Linked DNA regions of Mus musculus: all the other regions are linked to region 1. The links are chromatin contacts, called in public HiChIP or PLAC-seq maps. All regions are on one chromosome and are shown on one strand. Each heading gives the region's core, a stretch centred on a gene start, on an enhancer-like site or on the middle of the called end of the contact. The rest is flanking DNA. Distances are from core to core; before and after follow the strand shown.

Region 1 (3,787 bases), core at 472-2,971:
ACCCACTGTCAACCATCCTGGGGGGGGGGGCGGGATGAAGATTTCTCTCTGGCTGCATCCCTAGTCACAACTCCATACCTTATTCCTGCTGGTCAATGCCTGCTCATTGCTCCCGTGAAGAATCAAGAGAAAAGCAATCCCCAGGGAATCCAACCAAAGGCAAAACAGCTTACTCCACAGCAGGAGAAACCCAGACACCCAGAGGAGCTTCAGCTTGTTCCCTTCTGCCTCCTAGCTCTTGGGCCCTATGATTCCTTGAGACCACTTTCTCTTTACTCTTTCAACCTTGAAAATACACCCTACTCGGGGCGAGGGGCGCGGAGGGGGGTTCGTTGCGGAGCAAAAACGAATTAAGAGACCGTGGGGAGGTTCACAGCACACTCAAATCAGGCTGCCAGGGACTGCACAGATTCGGGCAAAAGCTGACCACTACAAACGGACGGTTCTCTCAAACATCCAGATGGCTCGCTCCACTAAGGCCTTCTCCAATTCTGTCCTTGGCTCACCCTCTCGGGAGTGGGGCATCAGAGTCTTATATCCCTAGCTAGTCCTTTGCTGGTTGGGGAATTGTCCCGGGTCAGCTGGTTTCACTTGGGCGCAGCAGAGGGCCGCTTCCCCGCCGCCCCTGCCCCCTTGCTTCCACAGCTCCCTTTCTCTCGTTTAGGTTTGCGCCCCTCTCCTCCTGGAGCATCTCCAGCTTGCGGAAGCCCGCCGCAGCGCCCTCCTGGCTCATCTTGAGTTCCCACTCTGGGTGGGGGAGGTTGTCCTACTACCCCCTGCCTCCAACCTTCATATCCCCCATCTCACTGCTGGGGCGCACCATCCCCGGGTTCCTCCCTCCGTCACCCCTTTCCGGCAGAGCCCAGAGCCCAGGGCGAGCCTGGGGAGCAGACGCAACAGATTGCAGAACGCTGGAGCGCGGCCCCGCTGCCTTCGCGCGCCGCCAGTCTCCCGGCCCGCGCCCGCTGCCCAGACCCCCGCCCGACTTGCTCTGCGAGCCGGCCGGCCATTGAGATGCTGCTCACAAGCCTCCCGGGCCCCAACCGTGCGCGTCCCTGTCCTAGGCCCGCCGCAGGAAGCCAGACAGCCGGCGGCACGGCCCGCACCCGCCTGCGCGCCGGGCCCGGAAGCCGCGATCTCGCCGGTCCCAGTGGTCCCCAGCCCCTCGCGCTGCATGGGGAGCTGCGGCCGGGTACCCGAGACTCGACCTAGCTGATCTCTCGCACCCCTCTAGATATCCGTGAGCTGACACGCCCCCAGGGTCTCGGGTTTTTCCCTGAATTCTAACTCTGAGACCGAGGAATCTACCCCCCCCCCGCCCCAATCTCCCCTGGACCGACCTCGGTCCCCTCAGCGGACTCCCGCTGCAGCCGGGAACCGTGCTGGTAGCGACGGCGGAGAGTCCAGGGGAACACTGGGATGAGGTGCTCCTTCCTTCGGTTCTCTCTGCGCCCCCTCCAGGGGCGCCCGCCGCATCTTCACCCCGAGTCTGCGCCGCGACACTTACCGTGGGCGAGCAGCACAGAGAGGCAGAGTAGGGCGGCGCCGCGGCGGCCCGACATCCCTGGGGCCATGGCCGAAGCGGGGGCAGGAGGGGTCCGAGGGTGTAGAGATCCACGGCGAATTGGTCTCAGGCTGGGCTCGGTCGCCTCCAACTCACTGGCGCCCAGCTGTGTCTGTTGAGGCTTCGGGGGCCAGAAAGCGCAATTCGGGGACACTTTGAGGGGAGGGGCGTCCCGGGCACCACCGGCTACACCCTCGGAGCCGGCGGGGGCGCAGCTCGGGGCGGGAGGAGTCTCCACCTCCCCGGGCTGGTGCCCCCTGCAGGATCTGCGAGGAGAGGGGGGAGCCGCACGTGCGGTCCCAGGGCCCGGTGGCCACCAACGTCCCGGTGGCTGCCGAGGGCCGCGTGCCGAAGCCCCTGGCCTCGCCGCGCCGCTCAGATCCGTACTCGCTCGTAGGTACAGAACCCCAACGCGAACTCGAATCGCCTCGGTTTCGGTGGTAACCCCACATGCACAGCGCGGCTTTCTTCCTCTCCCAAGCGCCCTGCAGCAGTAGGGAAAATCCCAGGTCGGGAGGAAACGGATGATTTCTTTCGCAAAGAGAGAAAATCCAGGCAACTTTAATCCATCCGGGGAAGGAAAAGTTTCCTTGCAGGGATGAGACAGGCGACGCGGGTCGCCACCACCCTAGGCGACGCCCAGACGAAACGTCTGAGGTGGGGGACCAGATGTTTGTCCCTTCGCAGTGCTCGGTCTTGGACTCCAGCACTCTCTCCAGTCTCGACCGGGGTCTGCGCTAGCACAGGCCAACTCGGCGCCGCCTGGCCAGGCTGGGGTTCGGTGGCTGGAGCAAGGGTGGAGCTCTAGGCACTCGCTGCCCCATGGAGATGAAGCTAGGAGAAGCGAAGGAGCGGAAGCGCCAGCTAAGGCGCCCCAGCTCGAGCCGTTTCTTCCCAGAGCGTCTCCTCCAGTATCCAGCCCGTAAGCGTTGTAGGATGAGAGATGGGGTGGTCAGCCCTCGGCAGCACCGGCTACCCTTTTCTTTCCTCTCCGGTAGGGTGTCGCTGTCTCAGCACAGGGGTACCTTGCCCCGCCTCACACCTCTCCTCGCTTTCCCGGGGGAACCTACACAAACCTTGAACTTTTCCGAGGTTCACAGTCTCCGATCCCTCGTCCTACCCATCACCCCCGCCTTGCCCCTGGACACCCGCTCGCCCGTTGCCTCGGTGCGGCAGGGCACAGGCTGTCGCTCTTTCGGAGTCAGTCTGGGCGAGTAGATCGCCGCTCCAGTCCCAGCTACGGGTGGCAAGAAGCGGGAGCGCGGCCAGTGGGCTAAGGCAACCGCACCTGCGCAGCCCCTGGCCGGAGAGGCAGCAGCGGGTACCTAGGCGGCCTAGAAAAGATAGAGATGCCGATAGGGGTCCAGCTCTCCTTGGACGTGGGGTTGGGGAAGAAGAAGAATCAAGGACCAGAGGAAAAAAAAAAGAGGCGGGGGAGCCACAGTTGACCGAAGCAGTCGCTGCCACCTCCACGGCGCTCCTCGGTAAATGGTTGAAGAAAGACACACACACACACTGATGCTCGCTGCCCTCCTCCTCGGTCCGGCATCCAGCGCCCACCAGGACCGTAGCGGGCGGGCGCCCAGCTTGGCGCGCTCGCTCCCTTTTCCTCCCTCCCCTCCCAGATTCCCCGTGATCACGTGGCCCCGGAGCGCGCAGCCCACGGCTCGCGCGCCACGGAGACTTCCCCCTCCCCCGGCTCCCCTGTCTGTCCACGTGTCCATTCCGCATTCCCAGCCTGGGGGCGCGCGCGGCTCCTTAATGAGAGCCGGCCCAGGGCTGGCCTCGCCGTTCAGTTCTACTCCGCTTTACATTTAATTTTTTTCCCCCTCTGAGATTAAGGTTGGTGCGATCCGAGAGGGGTCGGTCGGCTGCTGCGACTGCGGTTCTCCTGAGCAGACGCCACAGCCGAAGCCGACCGAGGTCCCTTTTCAGGGAATGCCAGCTCCCCGCAGGGTGCCGGAGATGTTTTCGGTGGTTCTATCCGAGGCGCGGGTAGGGGGCAGCCTCCCACAGCCTCTGAGTCCTCCTGGGTCTGCAGGGCACCCGGTGGGAATCAGACAAGCTGCCGCGCCCAGCTCCTCTGGTTGGAGCTCCTCGGGTAAGAGGCAAGGGGCGCCGCTGGAGGCCGAGGAGAGACTTGCCTCTGCCTACAGGTTGTTTTGCAAACCTCTGAAAGGTGTCCGGGCGCGGAGGTGGGTGGGTGGGTGCGAGAAACTGCCC
Region 2 (4,319 bases), core at 673-3,172, 300 kb before region 1:
CCATGGGTGTTTTGTTCCCAATTCTAAGAAGGGGCAAGTGTCCACACTTTGGTCTTCGTTCTTCTTGAGTTTCATGTGTTTTGCAACTTGTATCTTGTATCTTGGGTATTCTAAGTTTCTGGGCTAATATCCACTTATAATTGAGTACATATCATGTGAGTTCTTTTGTGATTGAGTTACCTCACTCAGGATGATACCCTCCAGGTCCATCCATTTGCCTAGGAATTTCATAAATTCATTCTTTTTAATAGCTGAGTAGTACTCCAATGTGTAAATGTACCACATTTTCTGTATCCATTCCTCTGTTGAGGGACATCTGGGTTCTTTCCAGCTTCTGGCTATTATAAATAAGGCTGCTATGAACATAATGGAGCATGTGTCCTTCTTACCAGTTGGAACATCTTCTCGATATATGCTCAGGAGAGGTATTGCGGGATCCTCTGGTAGTACTATGTCCAATTTTCTGAGGAACCACCAGACTGATTTCCAGAGTGGTTGTACAAGCTTGCAATCCCACCAACTACATTTCTGACATATTCTTACTAGGTAACCGAGGCTAAACTAAGCAGTAGTCCTTCTTCTTCAGTATCCCAAGAACTGGGATTATAGGTATGTGGCATCATGCCTGCATCTATACATTCATGTTGCAGATCAAAACAAAACAACAACAACAAACAAAAAACCCCACCCAAACAAGTTCAAAGAATTTGAATGTCTGAGGTGTTTATGTAAAAAGTATTTAAGAGCTAGAATTTGAACTCAGGTCTCCCTATTTACTTGGGCACTAGGTACTATTCTGGAGGGAGGGTTCTTGGCTTGATGAAGTTGTCTCTGGTCTCAGGAGAAAGGTGGATACAGGGACTAGGCATTTGTCTTGTCTCAGCAAGTTGCTTGTGACTCATTCCTTGACCTTAGGCCAACCCCTTGCCTTCTCTGGGCTTCATGGCTCTAACATGCTAACCTGTGAATGGCCCTGCTGAGCAGATATCCTATGGCTTTTCCTAAGAAGGGGTCCTTGTCCATGGCTATAGCCCCACTACCATAGATATGGGGGCTCTGAAAGACCCTGCCTTAGCTAAGGGCAGAACAGCTCTGGGAACTCCCCAAGACAGAGCCAGGAGAAAGTCCATATATTTTTTTCTTTTTGGTGATTCCCAGACTGAAGGAGCCAGATCCACACTGTGGCTGGTGTCAGAATACAAGGGGGGGTGCCTACCTCTGTATGGAGAGAGCCCCTCCCCACCCCACCCCCACTGGGAGGAGAAATCTGAGATGCAGACAGGGAAACTGATTTACCTGCCCTGTACATCAGAGCTAGCCTCTTAGCAAGTTCCAGGCCAGCCTGGACTACATGAGACCCTCTCTCAAAAATATAAAACACAGCCACACAAGATGGCCCGGTGGATCTGAGTGTTTACAATGTAAGCCTGATTATCTGAGTTCCACCTCAGAACTCACATTTAAAAGGCTGCACGTGGTGGCAAGCATCTGTAATCCTAGAATACATTTAGAGAGATGTGAGGTGGAGTCAGGAGAATCTCCCTGAAGCCTGAGCACCAGTTAGCCTGGACTATACCCTCCACGTGATAGAAATACCAAGACACCCTGTTTCAACAAGGTAGGGGGAGAGAACCGACTCCCAAAAGTTCTCTAAGAAGGGATCCTTGTCCATGGCTTCTTAACCTCCTCACATATCGTGAGCATGCCCACCATGCTAACAATGATAAATAAATACATAAATAGTATACGCAACCAACAAAAAGCCCGAGGCTGGCCTCACGGGAAAGGACAGCCATCTCCAGACTGGAGCTGGCTCTGAAGCAAGGGCTAGAGGTTTTACTGTTGATTGGGCCCAGGCTCCTTGCTGCAGATTATGTTCCAATGGTGCAAAAGAGCAGCTGGCTTGAGTTTGAGGAAACCGGGCTTTGGGCCAACAGAAGCACAGGCATTTGTCTTGCGGAGATGCGCTCTGTGCTGTGCTGTGCTATGCTGTGTTGTGCATCCCTGACCTGCAGCTTTCAGTGTCTGTTACCCAAAGACTCCTTTTCCACACCTGCTCTGCCCTATTTTCTCCTGTAATGGTGCCCTGTGCACATCTCTTTCTGCCCTGGACAACCAGGCCTCCAGCCAGGCTTCGGGACTCAGCTTGAGAAATCTTGCTGCAGCAGGAGAGCTCTTGGTTGGATCTCTGAAAGTACTTCTAGACCACTGGAGGCTACGAGATGGATGGGACCACAGAGTCAGCAGTCCAGGGCGGGAAAGGGGTATGTCTTCTCTGGCAGTGTCCTGACAGTGCTGGGTGAGAGATCTGACTCTGTCCAAGTTCCACATCCTAATTCGGGGTTTAGAAACTCCCGGCCCCACCCCAGATCTAAGTTCTCTCTTGACATCATTTAAGTGGATTTCTCTCTGCCTCAGGGTGAGGTTGAGGATCATGGAGATAATCCAGCAAAGAAATCCTACACAGCCCACACCCTATCCCGGTGCGGAGGAGATTTCAGCCGCAGAGCCCAGAGACCTCCTTCTCCAGCTGCCTGTTGGGGGCAGCCTTGTCCCACGCACCCTCTGCAGATCCTCTAGTGGAGACCACTGGCTCCCAGGGTTAGGTGGGGGCTCTAGCAGGTGGAAGGAGAAGGGCAGGGTCCCTTACTCCCTTCCCAAGTCACATAGGAGGGAAGTAGATCTTGGCCTTTGGGGCTCAGGGCATTCTGGGTGTTGGGCTGTGTATCTAGGGAATCCAGAGGTCCAGTTTTGTGCCCCAGGGAAAGGCCCTCTTCCAGACCTTGGAGCTTCTGGTGCCTGTCTACAGCTACATTAGGCCTCTCTCAGGTATGGCCTTGGAAGCAGATGGCAGCAGCAGATGGCTGCCTGGGTGGAGAGAGAGGGAAGTGCCACCCTAGCGTACACAGAGCAAGGTGTCAGCTCACTGCCCGTGCCCAGTTACTAGTGCTAGAGGGGCGTGGGATCTGGGTAGGCAAGGCAGGTGGCGGCTGGGGAGTAAGGGGTAGAGGGTGGGAGGGTTGGGATCGAAGCAATAGGGAAGCAGGATTAGCCAACATGGCTGTAGCCGGCTCAGCTCACTGGTAATTTACTTATCCTCTCTGTGCCTTGGTTTCCTCAGTTATAGAGTCAGGGACATCAATCACACTTAGAGGGCCACTGTGAGGGCAAGGGAAGGACCATAAAGCCCTACAGTAGTGCTGCCGATGCCAGCAGAATTGTATCCAGTGTCACTATTCCTTATACCCGCACACCCTGGGCTCCTTACAGAGGAGCTGCCTGGAGTACCCAGGAGTCACGCCTCTCCTTGGATGGGCACATAAAAGCTTCAGACATGGAGGTGCAGGTGTCATGCAGAATTGCTCAGAATCCTGGCATCTCTTATGCACGTAAGAATGTCTACAATGTATGCTTTTTCAGAAAAATTATTTTCTACGTATGAGTGATTTGTCTGCATGTGCACTGCATGCATGCCTGAGGAAGTCAGAAGAAGGCATTGGATTCCCTGGTCCTGGAGTTACAGATGGCTGCGAACCACCATGTAGGTACTGGGAACTGAACTCTCAAGTCCTCGGCTGGAGCAACAAGTGCTCTTCAGTTCTGAAAGCTCTCCAGGGTTTCTGAGATAGAGTCATGTAGCCCAGGCTGACCTCAAACTTGTAGTACTCCTCTGCTACCACCTCCAAGTGCCGAGCCTTATAAGCATGTGCCATTGCACTGGGTCCTGTCCCTTTTCTTAAAAGTGGCTCTTAAGTTCTCTCCAGCATGTGTGAGAGCCCGAGTACATACTTCTCTCAGGCAGGTGCCTCTAGCCTCCCGCGCTGAGCCAGAGAAGATGGCTCTCCTCCTCATTCCTTCTCTCCCTTCTCCTTGCCTCCTTCCTCACCTCTTCTTCTTCCTCCCTCCGTCTCTTACAGCCTTCTTCCTTCCCCCTTTCTTTCCTCTCCTTTCTTCCCTTCCCATCATCCTCTTCCTTGTCCCCTTTCCTCCGGCTGCCCACAGTGAGGAGACAAAGCTACCTTGTGGAGCCTGGTGGGAGCTTCAGGCTCCCAAGGCCCAGAACCCCTGTCTTTACATTAGTGTCTGTATGTGGCTGTGAAGATAAATCGATTACCTGTCAGGTGAGAACTAGCCTCACTTGCTGGGAAACCGGCTCCCTGGGATGTCCTATCTCTAATGTTTTGGGGAGGGGTCTGAGTCCAGATGGGGTAGACCACAAGTGGAACTTTTGGTTTCAGCTGAGCCTCTGATCCTTTCTGTCCTCATACCAAATGCCACATGAGGTCCTGTGATGGGTGTGAGTGCTTGATGGCTTCAGC
Region 3 (3,944 bases), core at 698-3,197, 460 kb before region 1:
TTTCTTGTCAAAGAATCCGGAAGCTAGGGTCATGGCTCAGTGGGTGAGAGCTCTGGCTCTTTTTCCAGAGGACTCAGTTCCTAGCACCTACAGTACATGGCAGCTTGCAGCAATCCATTAATTAACTCCAGTCCCAGAGGGTCTGATAGCCTCTTCTGGCCTTCTCAGGCATCATGTGCAAGTATGGTGCACAGACAGGAATTCAGGCAGATACCCATCACAGAAAATTAAAGCACCCAGATTGTGAGGCCTTGATCTTTGTGTGTGTGTGTGTGTGTGTGTGTGTGTAATACCAATGCCAATTCTAGCCTGTCAGGGTTAATTCAATAATAATGAATAGCTCTTAATGAGCCAGTTATTCTCAAATTGATTTATAAATAAACAGGCTAATAAGAAAGAATTGGGGCTGGAGAGATGGCTCAGTGGTTAAGAGCGCCGACTGCTTTTCCAAAGGTCCCGGGTTCAAATCCCAGCAACCACATGGTGGTTCACAACCATCCTTAATGAAATCTGATGCCCTCTTCTGGAGTGTCTGAAGACAGCTACAGTGTACTTACATATAATAATAATAATAAAATCTACAACCTGTATTTCTAAAAAAAAAAAAAAGAAAGAAAGAAAGAATTGATACACATTTAAGGACTTTGCTTTTTAAGGACGAATACTAAGGCCAACCTCCTATGTTCCTTAGGTATTCCAAAAATATGACAGTAGATGTTGTTACTTTAGCAGGGAGTTTGGCAACTAGGGAGGTAGAAAAGGACCCTGCTAGTTTTGTTTTAATGAGAGAAGTCTAGTTGTCTAAGGAAATAGAGAGGTCAGAGGAGGCTGGGTGGGAAAAGAGAAGCCAGCTGGTTAGGGCTGATAAAAAGTCAGCGGTCGGATTCCACCCGCCGCCAGGGACTAGGCTAGTTCTCCCAGCCCCCTGACCCCAATGTTACCCTTTACAAAGCAAAGCAACTTGTGTATCACCCTCCAGGGAAAATCTTCAGAGCTGTGAGCCTGCTACCTGCAGCAGCTGGCTGTGGGGAGCCTCAGGCTGTTCTGAGATGAAATTTCAGAAACTGGCCACCAGAGCTTCCCAGGTAGGGGCTCTAGCAGTGGGGGAAATGAGCTTCACCTGGCTCTCCCCCACCCCCAGGTGAATCTACCTTTGTCTCTTTGTTAGGCTGCAGTCGGTTGCTGCTGGCTCGGCTGGGCTGTTTGGGAAATGGGAGTTTTGCTGGCGTGAGTCAGCACTGCCCTGGGTGAAGCCTGAGCTCTGTTGCAACGTTGCTTACCAAAGCTCCGTCCCCAGGCGGCACCATTCACTGTCCCTGAGAGCAGCTGCTGCTGGCCCCTGAGATGATCTCATCCGAACATGGCTCCAGCGACCTCAGCCGCAGCTTCTTCGGGCAGCCCACTGTCTGCTGTGGCAGTGTTTTGAGACAGGCAAAAGCAGGTAACCCCAGATGGTTTTTCTTGGTTTCCTTAAGCAAGACTAGGCTGGGGGTAAGCACTGGAGAATTGTGCCTTCAGATGTGAATCAGGGCTTCTCAGTCCGGGAGTCTAAAGCCAGCTCTTCCATCTTCGAAGCCCTTAAGGGGGACACGTGTCCTTTCTAAGGGGATCTGGGTGTGTTAGACCTGAGCAGACCAATGACGTTTAAAAGCTATGTAGCTTCAGTCATATCTTAGTTCCCCTTTTCTGTTCTTTTTGTGTCTTACGAGAAACAGTTCGCTCAAGCTAAGTTAGAGTGAAAGGAAAGGCAGGCAGGTACATTTGCTCCCCTTCCTAGTACCTGGCTGCTGAGCTGTGGGCAACGCTGTCTACCATGGCTTCATGCCCACCATCCTTCCTCTGACCCGATGTGAAGAACAGCCTCCTCTCATTCCTGGTTCTGTTCGGGTCCCCGCATGCACGTCTCTTTCCTGTCCTTGCCTCTAGACTCTGTCTAAGTGACCTGGCAGGGTCATCTCTGGACACTCTGCCTCCTCCCCTGCGCTTCTCCCTGGCTCCAGGCTCTGTACACGTGTCTCAGAAACACCTGGGCAGCTCATTTAGCCCAGAAGTCACTTCTTGAAAGCAGCTGCTTACTTTCCAAGCCTGGGTGAGGCTCCTCCAGAGAGTATGCTATGGCTGCAGCCATAGAATGGGAATGTGGGAATCTTGTGTATTTTGTCACACACCACACTGTGATGGTGGTACATGGTTTCCTGCTCACGCTTCCCTGAACTTCAGCAGGGAGCCTTCACTTACCACCCCACCCCCACGCCCTCTGCCCTGCCTTCTATCCCGCCTGGCTGGCATACTACTGAGTGGTTCCCCAGCAGGCTTCATTTTCCCTTTCTCAATAGCCTATCATTTTTTCACTATCATAAATGTCAAGGTGCTGAAGGCTTTGACGTCTCCCATTCCCTCCAGGACCCTCAAATATGTTCATAAATTCAGCTACCCTCATTATATCTTTCTAGACTAGCAGTATTTCTCAGATTTGAGCCTTACTGGCAATTGGACAAACCTTGACAAACTGCTTGAGAGACATAGCCAAGCCCCCTCCCCACCCCAGTCCCGCTATCAAAAACCGCATAAGGTCACCGCGTACACAACTATACTGAACTCAGATGAGACAGGCAAAAGCAGGTAACCCCAGATGGTTTTGTTTCCTCAAGCCAGACTAAACTGGCTGTAGAAACTGGAGAACCCTTGGGCCCTCAGATGTGGATCAAGGGGTCTCAGTTTGGGAGTCCAAAGCCAGCTCTTCCATTCTTTGAAGTGATCCTTAAGCGGATGTTAGACCTGAGCAGGCTAGCCATTGTATACAAGGAATGTGGCATATCTATTGTCTTATATGCCATGTATATTGCTGTATGCTTGAACGTTGTTAATTATACCTGCCATCCTTTCATTTGTTTTTATATTCACATCCTCTAAATGTGGAAGACCTGTGGTTGCAAAGACCGGCTAGCTATATTGGAATACTGGTCAGAGGGCTTTCCTTCATCCTCAGTCACGGCTTTCAATGACAGATAAAACAAAATTCCCGTAGCCAGCCAGCGTGGCGCACGCCTTTAATCCTAACATTTGGGAGCCAGGAACAGGTGGATCTATGAGTTCAAGGCCAGCCTGGTCTACAGAGTGAGTTCAAGGGCAGTCAGAGCTACATATTGAGACCCTGTCTGGTGGTGGTGAGGGACAAGCATTTTTCCCCTTTATTTTTATGTGTATGGGTGTTTTGCTTGCATGTATGTATGTACACTATACACATACATGCCTGGTGCCTGCCAAGCCCTGAAGAGGGCATCAGATCCCCTCGGACTGCAGTTATAGTGAGTCACTATGTGGGTGCTGGGAATTGAACCAGGGTCCTCTAGAAGTACTTTTAACTGCTAAGCTGTCTCTCCAACCTCAGGAAACAGTTTTTACTGTTTTCTTTAAGCATTTTGTTTTCTTTAAGCACCCTACTGGCTTAGAGTTTTGTTTTGTGAATACTTACAGGCAGGGCCTGCCTTCTTCAAACATAGAGAATACTCTTTCCTAAGATGTCACATACCAAAGACAGACTGGTGCGAGTCCTGCTCAGAACTCTCATGGTTAGCTTCGGCAGACCCCCATCTTCTCCACTTGTTGCCCAAGACTTCTTAAACCATTGCTGCTTACCAGGATTTGTAAAGCACTTCAGACTTGACTCTGTCTTGTGGTTCCTCAGAACCAGCCTGCCTCCATCTCCCTTAGCTACCGTCACTGGTCATTGTCCATTCCCTGGCCATGACATAACCCTTTAGGGCAGTGGTTCTCAATCTGTGGGTTGTTACCCCTTTGGGGATGTCCAGAAAACCCTTTGGAAAACACAGATATTTACATTACATTCACAACAGTAGCAGAATTACAGTTAGGAGGTAGCCATGAAAATAACTTTATGGCTGGGGGGTCCTGAGAAACTGTATTAAAGGGAGGGAGGCAGC

What was found. HiChIP or PLAC-seq counts read pairs in DNA pulled down with a chosen protein or histone mark.
Region 2: a RAD21 HiChIP or PLAC-seq map of pro-B cells shows a contact between it and region 1, with 19 times the contacts expected there. The contact joins the enhancer-like site here to the promoter of Tmem132e in region 1. A contact is called at or near these places in 1 of 39 promoter capture datasets (embryonic stem cells), 4 of 15 datasets of contacts at CTCF or cohesin (hippocampal excitatory neurons, large pre-B cells, pro-B cells and 1 more), 21 of 484 Hi-C or Micro-C datasets (cerebellar granule neurons, cerebellum, cerebral cortex and 11 more), 23 of 115 datasets of contacts at active chromatin or transcription factors (the 230-238 cell line, VIP interneurons, astrocytes and 13 more) and 1 of 9 other capture datasets (embryonic stem cells).
Region 3: a contact with region 1 is called in an H3K4me3 HiChIP or PLAC-seq map of forebrain, with 5 times the contacts expected there. The contact joins the enhancer-like site here to the promoter of Tmem132e in region 1. A contact is called at or near these places in 7 of 115 datasets of contacts at active chromatin or transcription factors (SST interneurons, astrocytes, embryonic basal ganglia and 4 more).

Annotation. Positions count from the first base shown.
Region 1 is chr11:82,386,834-82,390,620 of GRCm38.p6, reverse strand. It overlaps Tmem132e (transmembrane protein 132E), which reads right to left and starts at 1,721. Exons shown (of 9, transcript NM_001304439.1): 1 at 1,508-1,721. The coding sequence starts at 1,574. It overlaps Gm38577 (a long non-coding RNA gene), which reads left to right and starts at 3,181. Exons shown (of 3, transcript XR_880073.3): 1 at 3,181-3,665.
Region 2 is chr11:82,682,519-82,686,837 of GRCm38.p6, reverse strand. No RefSeq gene overlaps it. Among named protein-coding and RNA genes, the nearest start is that of Gm11426, 51 kb to the right of the region's middle. Within about 2 kb of position 1,922, at least 35 of the 459 cell types and tissues checked have an H3K27ac peak or open chromatin away from gene starts, as enhancers often do. A contact at or near this core is called in cerebellar granule neurons, cerebellum, cerebral cortex and 2 more, where this site is marked.
Region 3 is chr11:82,843,249-82,847,192 of GRCm38.p6, reverse strand. All of the region lies in intron 1 of Rffl (ring finger and FYVE like domain containing protein), which reads left to right. Among named protein-coding and RNA genes, the nearest start is that of Rffl, 26 kb to the left of the region's middle. Within about 2 kb of position 1,947, at least 227 of the 459 cell types and tissues checked have an H3K27ac peak or open chromatin away from gene starts, as enhancers often do. A contact at or near this core is called in SST interneurons, astrocytes and forebrain, where this site is marked.